Linked DNA regions of Mus musculus: region 2 is linked to region 1. A link is a contact called in public Hi-C data. All regions are on one chromosome and are shown on one strand. Each heading gives the region's core, a stretch centred on a gene start, on an enhancer-like site or on the middle of the called end of the contact. The rest is flanking DNA. Distances are from core to core; before and after follow the strand shown.

What was found. Hi-C and Micro-C count contacts between places; a contact is called where the count stands out from the background.
Region 2: a contact with region 1 is called in a Hi-C map of uterus, with 2.5 times the contacts expected there. The contact joins two enhancer-like sites. A contact is called at or near these places in 1 of 484 Hi-C or Micro-C datasets (uterus) and 1 of 115 datasets of contacts at active chromatin or transcription factors (differentiating embryonic stem cells).

What each region holds. Positions count from the first base shown.
Region 1 is chr1:81,741,961-81,748,805 of GRCm38.p6, forward strand. It overlaps the pseudogene Gm5530. Among named protein-coding and RNA genes, the nearest start is that of Mir6344, 390 kb to the right of the region's middle. Within about 2 kb of position 2,816, at least 100 of the 459 cell types and tissues checked have an H3K27ac peak or open chromatin away from gene starts, as enhancers often do. A contact at or near this core is called in uterus, where this site is marked.
Region 2 is chr1:82,473,967-82,480,811 of GRCm38.p6, forward strand. Col4a4 (collagen, type IV, alpha 4) reads right to left here. Exons shown (of 48, transcript NM_007735.2): 36 at 6,516-6,623; 37 at 5,892-5,999. Among named protein-coding and RNA genes, the nearest start is that of Gm46095, 110 kb to the left of the region's middle. Within about 2 kb of position 2,510, at least 54 of the 459 cell types and tissues checked have an H3K27ac peak or open chromatin away from gene starts, as enhancers often do. A contact at or near this core is called in uterus, where this site is marked.

The DNA of each region.
Region 1 (6,845 bases), core at 1,566-4,065:
ACCTCAAGAACTCTCAGGGAGCTACTACCATGCTCCTGATCTTTGTTCCTCGTTTCCAGTTCTTTCAAAAAACGTGAAATCTATGAGGAAACAAGCACCAAGCATCACAGCTTTCATCTTCACATCCAGGTCTAGCGGGAACTGGACCCCAAAATTGTCTGCATCCGTGAAGGCCTCTCTCACAAAACCAGACCACTGCTTAGAAATTTTGCCAACTACTGATTCTTCATCTAGAGATTTGAGCTCAAAGTCAATGTCGGAACAGCAGCTACACACAACACACGAACCAACAACTTTCAGAACATCCTGCTTCTTCTCATTTTGGAGAGTGAACTTGGGCAGACATGGGTGCCAGGTCTGAGTTACATAACCTACTGGCACCCCAGGAGGAGCCTGGATTTCTATCTCCTGGAGGCAGCAGGGGAAGCAGCAGTAACTGCATCTCAGAGGTCTCTCCAGAGTCATGACTTCTCGGCCCAGGTTATCCAGGATCCTCAAGGTGAAAGGTCTAGACGCCCCACGGCAGTTTCGGGTACAGCAGTCAGTATCTTCCACTGCAAAGTAAACTCTCTGCCCGAGGCTGTTCTTGATTTCATATTTGTTATTTGTTTCAAAGCCTGTTAAGACTTCCAGAAGCTCAATTTGCTGATGAACCAGAAGCTGATCAATCTGAGCTAAGTATTCCAGCCCTGGTGGACAGTTCAGTGGAGGAGGGGGGGCTGGCATCCATGGGGTCCCCCCAGGCCCACCTGGATGATTACATGCTGGCTGATTTTGGACAGGAAAGCCACTAGGGCCACCACCTGCATAACCTCCTGGTGGGACTGGGTAACCAGGTTGGGGCCCTGGATAGGGGCCCGGAGGCCCTTGGTAGCCAGCCTGGGGTATGGAGTAAGCAGCACGGTATGAAGGTCCTTGGAAAGCTGCTGGTGGATACAGAGGGGGATACCAAGCTGGCATATATGTTCTTCCGGGTGGGAGCCTCAGTTTGCTTGCTGTGGTTTTCCATGATTTAAACAGTTTCTGAGGCTTCTTCTGTTCTGAAGTCCGTGAGTCCCAATCCCTTCTAGCATAGGGTTTTACGGTTAAAAGAGAAGCCAATATTGATTTGATAAAGAAAAGAAAGCAAATGGTGACTACAGGATCCACACAAAGACACTGAGGCCTGAAGAAAAAAGGAGGCCTCATATGCATAGTAATATTCATAGTTGGAATGCCAGAGGAACAGTGGTCATCTTTCTCTCTCTCTCTCTCTCTCTCTCTCTCTCTCTCTCTCTCTCTGTATGTGTGTGTGTGTGTGTGTGTGTGTGTGTGAGAGAGAGAGAGAGAGAGAGAGGATCAAATCAAGAGCATTTTAAATTTACTTACTTAGTTAATTTGTATCATGCTATAAATGTAGTTCTGTTATCTATTATGTAGCCAGGACTAGTCTCCAATTCATGAGTATTATTCTGCCTTAGCCACCAGAGTGAATAAACGTGAATGACCACACCCAACTCTGAAAGATATTCTTATCCATTCCAAATCCCACAGCCAACTATCCTGCAAAAGGGGCCCCATTATGAAGTGATGAGACTAACCTTTTATGTGATGATTGTGTGTAAGCCAAAGATGAGAGCATATCTCCCAGACTGGGAAAACGATACTGTCATTTCCTGAGAATGTGAAGTATTGGTGAGGCACTGCATATCAGTGAGTAGAGCAGAAAACCCTTCCTAGACTTTCAGAGTTTGTAGAATAATGAACTTATCCATGAAATGCAAAGAAGAGAGCGGTAGGAAAGCCCAAGCCCTTGAACAAGACACTCCAGAAAGAATGCTCCTGCAAGAGAAGATACCTGACAGGACACTTGTAGAGTTTGATGGGTGAGAAAAGGATGGGTGTGAGAGAGATGGCTAGAAGAGGGAAGCAAGCTTGGGTAAGTAGGTCCAAGGAGTTGACTATGTAGCTTGGGAAAATTTGCTGAGGCAACTCAAAAGAGGATTTTGTTGCTAAATTTCAGATCAAGAAGAGGAACAAACCTCATGTAACCAAGTTGGCAATCAACTTAAGACAATGATGATTTTTATAATAGAATCCATATCTTGGGCACTCTATCAACCAATAATCTGATTCTGTAATTAAAACCATAAGACTCTCCAAACTCTCATTTGAAAGAATAGTAGAAGTATTAATAAATGCTGTGATATTTGACACCCTTTCATCTCTATGATGGAGCTGTAAAAATGAATCTGGATTAGAACTACCAACATTAAACTTGAGAGGACTAAGCCAGTTCATACTTTGATGGCTCTGCTTATATGGATGAAAGAAAGCCAGTTCTCATGGCACTGACTTGGCTTCTCCAGTTTCTCAGAAAGAAGAAAAAGCCAGCCTTCTGCTGAGGGTCAGGGTACTCTCAGCTGGGAAAAGCACTATGTGTTGTATTAATAAGCTCGCTATACTATTGCCTTTTCTTGCTCCTTAATGCAGGCCCAACAAAACATTTCCTTGAAGTGTACTACCTCTGAAAGTATATGTGGAGACAAACTACTGCGCAGCTGAAGCATTTTCCCCCAAAGCCCACCGCCTACAAAAGTCACCGCACTTCCTTCACTGGGAGCGAGTCTGTTAGTAGCATTCTCAGGACAAATAAATGAGGGCAGGTGTAAATTGAAGGAGAGTAACACCTGTCCCTGCATCTGGCCAACAGACCTCGCTTTAATGTGCTGTCTGCTGAGAAATTGAGGCGTCTCGTATTACCCAGAGGCCTTAGTCTACACTGGAGTAGGCAGAAAGGAATTCTGTGACCAGAAGATGTGAGGCTTGGCTGGCTGCCAAGAACAATAACGAGCAGTACAAAAGGAAAAGGTTTGTAGAGACAAAAGCACTCTATCACAGAGCAACCCATAGCTTTGCTGTTTGAAGTAATGAACCCCCCAAACGAAAGACCCAACTGGATTAACAGCAGGCTGCTCCCCTTTTACCTTCTAACACTGCCCTGGCTGGTAACTTCCTGTTGACACCAGAATGAAGGGAGTTCTTGTGCCAACAGCAAGCAGTGTCTCCATTTGGGGACTTTCTGGCTGGTCACAGAAAAGCAACTTGGAAGATTTATGCCCCCATTTGCTTTCCATCCATTTTTTTTCCATTAAAGGGGGGAATTTAGAGCAAAGTTACCCATGTAACTCCAACCCAGTGCTGGAGAAGTCTTCGCTGACTTGCAAAATATCAGCAGAATCTTGTGCCCAGTAGGAACAGAGGTAAAGTCCATAAAACTTGTGTGCAGTTCATTCCACGTTGTATCAAGCAGTGGCTTTACCCCCACAGAGCATACCTAAGTTCAAATAATTCGAACAAGTACAAACAGAGGACATGCTATTCCCAAGTGGGCAAAGTTTATAAACTCCTAGCGGAGGGAGGTGCTTAAGGAATACACAGTCACAGAGAAACTACCGAAGCCATCGGGAGAAATAGAAATCATAGATAGGCTAGAATTTATAGAGAAAATAGCTTCTACAAGTCGTAAGCCACAGGTCCTGAGTGTCTTTAGGATGGCTGAGAGTGAGATCAGGCTTACACGCTTCATGCAACACGTGGTATCTGCAGGCCAAGAACACAGCAGGGTTTTTTCTCTCTTGAGCATTGTAACCAGAGACAAAGCCAACCCAGTCCCAACCAAGGCATGGATAAAGGGCAATAATATGGGAAAGGTACCAGCAGATTAAAACTCCCAGTGAGCCTAACCGATTGAAATGGAGCTGAGATGCAGTGAAGGGTGGCTCAATAAGCCCCCCCCCAGTGAAGCTTCAGACAGTCCCTGCAGGGGCGAGTGGAAGGGTCAGCGAAGCAGGAAGTATGGTTGTGAGAGAGCTCCAGCACCAAGCTTTTTCCTCCCCGACTTTGGCCGGATGTGGGTTCTGAACTATCCCAGATGGAATTTATTGGGTCAACAGTATGTGAAATGAGGAGTCCTGAGCCTAAGGAGGAAGCAAACACCCTAGGTGTCCAGTCTCAAATATTTTGGCAGGGAATTCGGACAGAAGGGGGAAAATCATTTATTCATGGAAACCCCTCAGCGGATTATTTTTTAAATACCAAGGTATCATTTTCTGTGGTACATGCAGCGTTTTACTGTTAGCCCAAAGAGAAAAAGAAAAGAAGAAGGAAAAAAAAAAAGATCTGACTTCATAAAACCCTTACTTAATAGTTCTTGGCTTAAGGCATTAATGGCAGGGAAATGCTCATGAAAGCACATGACCATGACTCTAGCATAGTGGATTCATGTTTCAGTTTGCTTCCTGTGTAAACCACGAGAAAATATAATAATTGTAATCCTCCCCCTCCCAGGCACATGTGCACACACATGAATACAGATTCTTTATACTATTAAATGCATATTTATTCATGTTTCTCACATCTGTATCCTCCCTCCTCTACCATCCCAAGAAACCATGGAAACACACCTATGGGTCAGTAGGCCATGCCAGGAAACTTGCAGGTTGAGTGGATTCAGAAACCCTAGGACCCTGAGACCTGAGGATGGTAGGCATTTCACCTACTCCTCACCAGGTCCCTTTCATGTGACCACTGGCACCCCGTGGAGAGGATCTTCCGCAGTCAGTCACATAGGGGTAGCACCCAAGCGTCACCATATGCAGATGAGGCATTCTAACATCTCAGATCAAGCCAATAGGAAACATCTGCTTTTAGACCACTACTGACCCCAAAATGTATATAAGAACCTGACCACAAGGAATAAAGGTGTGTGAATTACTTTGTCAAAGACCTTCTGAGAGCATCTGTCATTTTAGAGCTGTAACACTTTGGGGGGAGAGAATTCTCTCCCAGAGCTTTCACCACTTGGAGTTGCCCAAGGCTACCGCAGTCACCTTCAAGACCTTGGCTGCCCCCCCTGGCCCCAGTGTGGAGTCCCAGTGTTGTACTGGTTCTGGAGCAGTGGTGAACAACTCTTTGGTAGTTTAGCTGGGCCAGAGCTCCGCAGATAGCATCCAGTACACAGACTGACACCCACCCCTTTCTCTGCTTGTTCTGGGTAACTGAAACACCCGTGCTTCAGCGCTGACACTACTGAATGAGGGGTGGGCATGCATGGTGGCTCTCACTGAGTCTGAAAATATTCCATCTTAAGTTCTACAGGCTGTTGTTGGCTTAAGAGTATGCACCCGACATATCTCATGTTATTGTCTATGTGCTCTGTCTGCCGTCAGCAGTTTACAGTCAAATAACAATTAAATCACTGAAGGCAGGATCTGTTTCCATCACTCTTAGCACTTCCCAGTATCGTTTATGTTGAGCCAGTCCCTTGCCAAGTATCAACACACTCACATGAAAAGCAGCTTTTTTTTTTTCAGACAAAATACAGAAATGTATGGTTTCTATAAGGCTTAAAGAAGCACAAATTTTCAATGGATATTCATATTTTATTTTATTTATGAGTTGGAGAATTCATGTGAGATCTGATCTACCCCTAGTGTTTCTTTACCGTGGAGAAGCCATATTGTAATTCCAAAATTACACTGGAAGTCAACTGCTTGAAGTACCAAACCCAAACCGTTCCTGTCTGCCATCACATACATAAAATGATGTTTTCTGAGAAGGCAGAAGACTGGCAGGAAACATAATCTTCACTTAGTCCCAAACTTAGATTTTTCTTTCCTTGGGAGCAATATTTCATGACTTGTTCACTTCCAGTGTGTTTTGGAAAGTAAAGATTTTGTGTCAGACGATTGTCAGCCATTACAAATTGCTTATCTGTCATATGGTGTAGGCTGTCTATCCAAAGCAAATGTAATTTACTGGGAGACCCAAGATGCCTGCAAAATGTTCAGAACATCTTTCGTAAACTATTGTCAAAAGTGCTATTCATTAAGTCTAAATTTCTTCTCTACACACCAGAAACCAATAGGTAGGTAAGTGTTTCACAGACAGAAAACCAGAGCTACAATATCAGAACCATCCTTAAACTGTAGCTAAAGGCAACAACCTTCACGAGCTTACCAAAAATATGTTACTTGTATGTTTTATAGATTTTATTTTTCTGTGAATATGCATTTTTCTCTCTTGGGGGAAAAAAAAACCTAGGTCTGGATTTTTAAATAATTTCTTCTGAGCAGACAAATGTGTAAATTGTACAAAATATTTGTATTTCATTTCTATGAGTAAAGATTAAATACTCAGTAGGTGATCTCGGGGATATGAAGGCAAGTGAGACAGTGCCTTGATCCAAGGGCACAGATATGAGCCTACCTATGTATATAATTCTGTCATGAAGCAGAGCCCTTTAGACAAATTTTGAATTTATATATAAGCCCTCTGAGAGCACAGAAGGAAAGGCAATGATATTCTAGTGTAGTCAGGGCAGATTTTGAGCAAGTAACATTGGACCCATCCCCTGGAAACAAGTGGTATTTTAACAAAGAGGAGACAGCATGTAAATATGTCCTTAGGAGCATTTGGGGTCTGGGCCAGCCACTTTGGCCAAAAGCCCAAGATAATTACAACTAAGAGGACCCCTTGGTGCTCCTGCCTTTCACAGGCTATTTAGGATCTCATGGAAGAAAAAAATGTCAACATTAATTGGTAGTGATGCTTCAAAGAGACGTAAGTATCACATACTGTGGTTTCTGCACCAATCCCTACCAGCACCACCTGCAAGGTCAGAATTGATGCCTGCTTGACCCACCCAAGGGAGGAAGCTCATTGCAGCTGAGTAGAGTTGTGTTAATTTCCCCTACACTCTGCCCTGATAGTGTTCCCACTTATCTCACTTATGCTACTCTTGATACTCTAGATGTAATTTTAAAATAAGGTAGCATCTACTTTCACCATCTGCATTTCTGACA
Region 2 (6,845 bases), core at 1,260-3,759, 730 kb after region 1:
TTGCATGCCACATTTTTCTCTAATACATTTATGGGATGAGTATGATTCAGAGACGTTAGAGACATCTACCTATAGGGAAATAACTTGAATGCTAATTGCTCTTTGTTAGGTAAAGCAAATTCACATGGAGAGTCCTTATTGGAGGATGGCTTGGTTACTGGCTCCAATCTGTTTATCAGCAGTACTTGAAATAGACAACTGTTATTCTCCTTTTAAGATCTCAAATTTAGATCCATTCAAATGAGCCATATTTTCTTGCACCGAAAAAGGGGGTGGGGTGGGAGTGTGTCCTTATTTTCCCCAAATCTTTTATTTTCTAACCACTTTTCACAGTCCTGGCTGGGTTTGTTTTCCAATCTCCTTTCCTATTTTATGAGCCAGTATTTCAAGTTTGCACCAAAAGAACACAACGACCTTCTTCATCTGCCAAATCTGGATATTTATTGCAATCTATCTAAAATGATAATAAATTTTTCGAGACCACATTGCTGTTTCTACATGTTTTGATCTCCAGTGTTGGCCACCAAGATTGATGGCCTGGGGACTTGGCTAAAGAAAGGCTGCCCTAGCCTCTGCCAACTCTCCATTGTCACATCGACACATCCAGATCCTGGGCTGTCACAGCCCAGCCCCTTGCCATTGTTGAACTGGCCGACCCTTATGTGACCCAATGTTATCTTTCTAAATTGAATGCAGCTACATCTGGGCAGGGTTTTAAGCATAATTTTCCCCTTTTACTGAAAGCTTTTATCAATCCCATCTCTAAATCAGGAAGTTGTTCATGCATAAAATATATACAGTACAGATGAAGGGCAATTAGGCTAACAAAGCACATTCCTGGGTAATGAGGAATTTTTATTCACCTCTCTGATAGTCCTTCTGTTTAACAACCATCATTTAAGGCTGCACCCGGCTGCACTCAGGGGCCAGTATGCGTGTTCTTCCTCTGGTCAGTGACTCTAACCTCCACCCTAGCACACTGTGTCACATAGCCCACTCTTGGTGACAAATTTCCCACCCTCAGGTTATGGTTTTGTTCTAAAGCTAGAAAAAGGCTACTCTGCACACCCAGGGTACTGGTCAGATTTACATTTTTATAGGGTGACTGTCTGTCTGTCCCTGTTGGGCTGGAGCCTTTAGCGCTAGAGTTTCCACATCCTGAGAGAATCCCACGCAAAATGAAGCAGCTGGCCACCCTGACTTTAAAGTCGATGGAGAAGTGAAATCTTCACAACTCTAGGCAAAGGTTGAAAAAAACCCTTGAGAACTCTTATCAACGAAAGATTCCAAAATAAGAGTTAAACTAGAAACATTTTTTTTTCCTTAGCAAATAAACAAATACCTATTGAAAGGATAAATATGGCTTCCCAATGCATAGAGCTCCACACCCCGGGAGTGTATCCCATGACAGGCCTCGAAGAGACAATGGGAAACAAGAAAGACACAATCCCTAACCTGACAAGACAAAGAGGCAATGACATCCAGCGTGCTAAGTGCTGGGAGACAGGAGAATAATTTAGTTACAGAAACTGGGGGGGATGCTGCTCTGATTGTCATAGCTCTGTGACAGAAGGCATTTCCTTCCTCATAGAAGACATCGCCAAGTACCTTTCAAAAGTAAACTAGCAGGGCTGGGAAGATGTTTCAGACAGTGCTCCCCATACATGGATGAGGGCTTGCGTTTCAGTCACTCCAGCATTCATACTGAAAAAAGAACTGGGTGCGTATATGTAACCCCAGCTATTATAACCCAATTCGGGATCTCTAGTTCCAATAAGTGTCCAGTTAGGGTTTTTGGGTTTTTTGGTTTTTTGCTTTTTGTTTTTTGTCAACCTGACACAAATTAAAATCACCATGGAAGAAGAACATCAATTGAGGGTAAAAGTTCCTATTTCAAAAAACCCAAAACCCAAACATGGTGGAAAGCAATTGAGAAAGAGAGCCGGCATTGACCTTTGACCTACATAGGCACCCACAGGCCCACAGACAGAGGAGTATACACATGAACACATGTGCACACACTTACCGACCCCCGACACACAAAGAGACACAAAAGTGAATGATTTCACTTGCCATTGGCCCAGGTACCCCTTCTACAATAGACTGTCTCACACACACAGCAGGTGATTCTCAGTAGGTTTCTGTCATTCCCATCTTATGTGGATGTACAACTAGAGATGGGGGGCTTTCCTTTTGAGACCCAAGCAGGACTCAAAACTCCATCGGGTCAGTATGAGCAGAGCAAACCCATCTGAGTCCAGCAGCTGGTTTGTTCAAACACGAAAGTTGGTTTCCCTACCTTACTCGGAACATATTTCAAATATTTAGCTTCTCAGTTCAAAGTGTTTCTGCTGGATCGGGCTTCATTTTTACATCGGCGTGATAAACCGCAACAATGGTTTTATCCTGAGATGTTTTGAGTTTTAATACTGTATCCCACTGTTTGGTTTTGTTTTTACATTTGGCCGGACCGTTTGCTGTGCCGTGTGCAATGAAACAGCGTCCCCCAGTGGTAGCAAAGGAACATTGCAGCAAGGGTGTGTCTAGCGAGTGAAAAGCTCTTTGATCTGTTCCCTTCCAATACCTCCCAGGAAACTTAACTGTTTCGGTGCACACATTAGGAGGCAATTAGCAATTACTTTTAAAGTGATTTTATTATCACATCTATGAGGATTTTTAAAAGCAATGTCATTGTGAGGCTATTTGATAAATGTTCAAAGGGAAAAGGAAGAATATATTACAAGCACCTGCAGGCACTCGGAAATGTTCCCTGTTGTGTGGAATTGGAAGACTGTGAAGAGAAAGCCCTTAACAATGTCAGATGTTTTCTTTTGAATTCCTCCCAAATCCTTCCAGACTGGAAGAATGTTGAAGTCAAAGAGAAGGCCGGGAGGGCTGAGGGGTTGCCAGAGGCAGGAAATGTCCACAGCCGCCAGAGGAAAATCTCAGCACAACAGTATCATTGTGCTGTGTGAAACCTTAACTCCGTCATGGGTCGCCTGGTTTTCACATTGCTATGGAGAAAGTATCAAGAGACCATTTGTTCTAACGATCACTCCCGTCAGGTTACTTCCTTGCCAGTAAGTGCTCCAGGGTGCTGGAAACTTCCAAAGGAAGAGTGCTCCTTCCTTCAGCATTGCTCTCGGAGGGATGCACACGGACCCACGGCCTGTTGAAAGGCTAGGAGTCTTGAAAAGCTGAGATGGGAAAAGCAGAAGGGCTGAGGGGGAAAAAAAATGAATCTGGATTTTTTTTCAAAACAATAAAATGTTTAATTCCAGACATGGTTTCTAGTTCTTCCAATAAGTACTTTGAGTTTACTAACATTTTATATGTGTGTGTGTGTGTGTGTGTGTGTGTGTGTGTGTGTGTGTGTGTGTATGTGTGTGTGTATGTGTGTGTGTATGTGTGTGTGTGTGTATGTGTGTGTGTGTATGTGTGTGTGTGTATGTGTGTGTGTGTATGTGTGTGTGTATGTGTGTGTGTATGTGTGTGTGTATGTGTGTGTGTGTGTATGTGTGTGTGTGTATGTGTGTGTGTGTATGTGTGTGTGTGTATGTGTGTGTGTATGTGTGTGTGTATGTGTGTGTGTATGTGTGTGTGTATGTGTGTGTGTATGTGTATGTGTGTGTGTGTATGTGTGTGTGTGTATGTGTGTGTGTGTATGTGTGTGTGTATGTGTGTGTGTATGTGTGTGTGTGTATGTGTGTGTGTATGTGTGTGTGTGTATGTGTGTGTGTATGTGTGTGTGTATGTGTGTGTGTATGTGTGTGTGTGTATGTGTGTGTGTATGTGTATGTGTGTGTGTGTATGTGTGTGTGTGTATGTGTGTGTGTATGTGTGTGTGTATGTGTGTGTGTATGTGTGTGTGTGTATGTGTGTGTGTATGTGTGTGTGTGTATGTGTGTGTGTGTGTGTGTGTATGTGTGTGTGTATGTGTATGTGTGTGTGTGTATGTGTGTGTGTGTATGTGTGTGTGTATGTGTGTGTGTATGTGTGTGTGTATGTGTGTGTGTGTATGTGTGTGTGTATGTGTGTGTGTGTATGTGTGTGTGTATGTGTGTGTGTATGTGTGTGTGTGTGTATGTGTGTGTGTGTGTGTGTGTGTGTGTGCGTATGCGCCAATGACCTGGAGATGGCTGGGGCTAAAGAGGGGAAAGAGGATATGGAGCTAACTTGTCAGGAGGCAGACAAAGAAAGTGTGGCCTCTTGCCTGCTGTTTGATCCCCCGACTTCATAACTATATAACTACTTATTCATCAACCAAAATACTTATTGTGTATCAGCTGCTACCAAGGGCATTATTGAAAGGTTTTGCTTTTCAAAAAGTCCCATTCTGTTTGTATGAAAGTCCTGTGTAGGTGTTATTGTGAGAGCACAAAGAAAAAGCATTTATCTAGAACAGGAGAAATGGACCAATGGGGGAGGGGGACAAAAGAACACAGGGAAATGAATATTTGTTAGCAGTAAGCACTCTGGGGTGCACCTTGTTATAGCCTATCCAGACAAATACTCAGACCACTATTGCCTCTAAAAGCCAAAAACGACAACCATGACAAGTATTTCTATGTCTAGCAAAGACAGTGCAGATAATCTGAGCAGGTACTTTCTCTGGAAAGCCTTCTTATCTTCCTACCCCTTACCTCAATCAGTACACATACATTGATGTATACAGATACTTTAAAGTCTGTCACTTTCTTCTGTGTCTATCTGCAGTTCACTGTTCTCCTATTTCTGAACGTTATCTTAATCAATACCCACAATGCTGAAAACATTTTGCTGTTGTTGGGCATTTATTTCATATCATGGACTAGCTAGGTTAAAAAATGGTGTTTGGATATTATATACATGCAAACAGAGGTGATCTATATACTCCATAAGTGTGATCGACAGACAGTGTTTATAGCACCTTGGAAACTCAAGAAATGGGCATTGGTGTGATTTCAAGTTTTTAATTGTAGCTGGTGTCTAAGGAGTTGAGTGATGGTAGAGCTGTTTCTGCGAGTTAAGCTTTCCCTGGCAACCTGAGTGCTAGGCTGCTTGCCTTGTGTGACTGGATGCCCTTATCACATCTGGATGAGAGACTCTAGGGCCTCTGCAATGTCTCCCTCTCTCTCTCCATCACGCAACAGCTCTGCTTTGTCCCTCGAGTCACTTACGCGCATGGTTCAAGGCTGACCTTAAAGACGTTTTGTTTTCTCTTTTTTATCTGTCTGTGTGTCTCTCTATCTACCATCTATCTATCTATTATAAAATTATTTATAATAACATAATACAGGCAAGCATGCTTTAATTCTGAAGTTTCATTTACGGGGATCACTCTCTGATGCCCTCCTTGCCAGTTCTCAGGGTTCAAGTGCCTGCCAGCCCTGATGCCATGGTTCAGACATGGATCGTGTCCCCCTAGGGTTCATTTGTGAAAATATAATTTACGCGTAAGGCGTTAAGCATCCAGAAGCTGACCCCATGTACTATTGTGTCCAAGGCCACGCCTGTCTTTCTTATGAAATAGCTCATGAAGACTGGAATCATATACATTTTCTTAAAAATGATACTCAACACTTAACCCAACAGAATCTAGGGCATAAATAGAGCTTGATAATCAGTGGAGGCAAATGGGCTGATGAGAGACCATCATGACAGACACAAACAATACGCCCTCAGAAGAAATAACATGGAAACACAAGATCCTGGGCCTTCCTCAAGGGAAGGCAAGCAAAGATGGGTGTGACCTCAAGCCCTGGTGGGGAGGGGGTGGTCAGAGGGAGCTGCTGATAGTACTGTTGAGAGCCAGGCCTGATCGAGCAGAGTCACAAATCCAAGAAAGGAACTGCAATTTTGCCCCAAGTGTGCTGGACCTTTCTAGAGGGCTAGAACCTTTCCCTACTTACCTTTCACTCCAGCAGGACCTGGCCTCCCGAAATCTCCCGCATCACCTCTTGGCCCAGGGTCTCCCACTTCTCCTGGATGTCCCTTGAGTCCGGGCATCCCTGGGTCACCTGGAGACAAGAGAGAAATTTTCAGATAGTGACACGTGAGTCATCCATGCTCTTAATGCGTGAGTAACCAGGGACACAGTTGCATTACTTTTTCTTTCTAGATATTTTTAACCCTAAGGAAACAAACACTTAATTTCGAAAAGATACACTTAGAAACAATTGAAGTTGCCAATCATGATTCTAATTTGCCAGCGCCTGCCCTGTCTCCCCCATCACTCCCCTCCGCTCCGCACCCCAACCCCCGACTTGAAAGGAAAAGGATCTTTAAAACCATGAGCTGTATATGTGACATTGCTTTAGGGATGGGAGACAGAAAAATGACAGGCTATCAGCGGAACTGCCTGGTGCAGAGCTGGCACTTTGCCAATGCTGCTTGAGCTAAAGTCTTATAACCCTGTGAAGTTGGGCTGCATTTGGGGTGAAGGAGACACAAAGGGGCTCTATATGAAGAGTGGCTCTTTCTGGTACACCAAGTCACATGAACACAGGGATTTTCAACACTTTCTGGCAAGGTACCTGGACACCCTGGTGGTCCAAAAGATCCAGGCTGTCCAGGTCTGCCTGGTGGTCCTCGGGGTCCTTCATCTCCAGGAAAGCCTTTCTCTCCGGGGACTCCAGTACGTCCTAAAGAAGGAAGGGCCAAAATTCAATTCATTGTACATTGCTCTTTGAAACAGTGACTCTCAAAAAGCCAACCTCAGCCTCATTATCTGTCATGTGGGGGTGTTTTTATTGGTTTCATATTTACACTGTGTTAGATCGGTAAGGAAGACACCATTGAGAAAATTTTGATGACCAAATTATCTGTTTTTAAAACTGTTATTGTATCACAAACAGTTTTCAAGT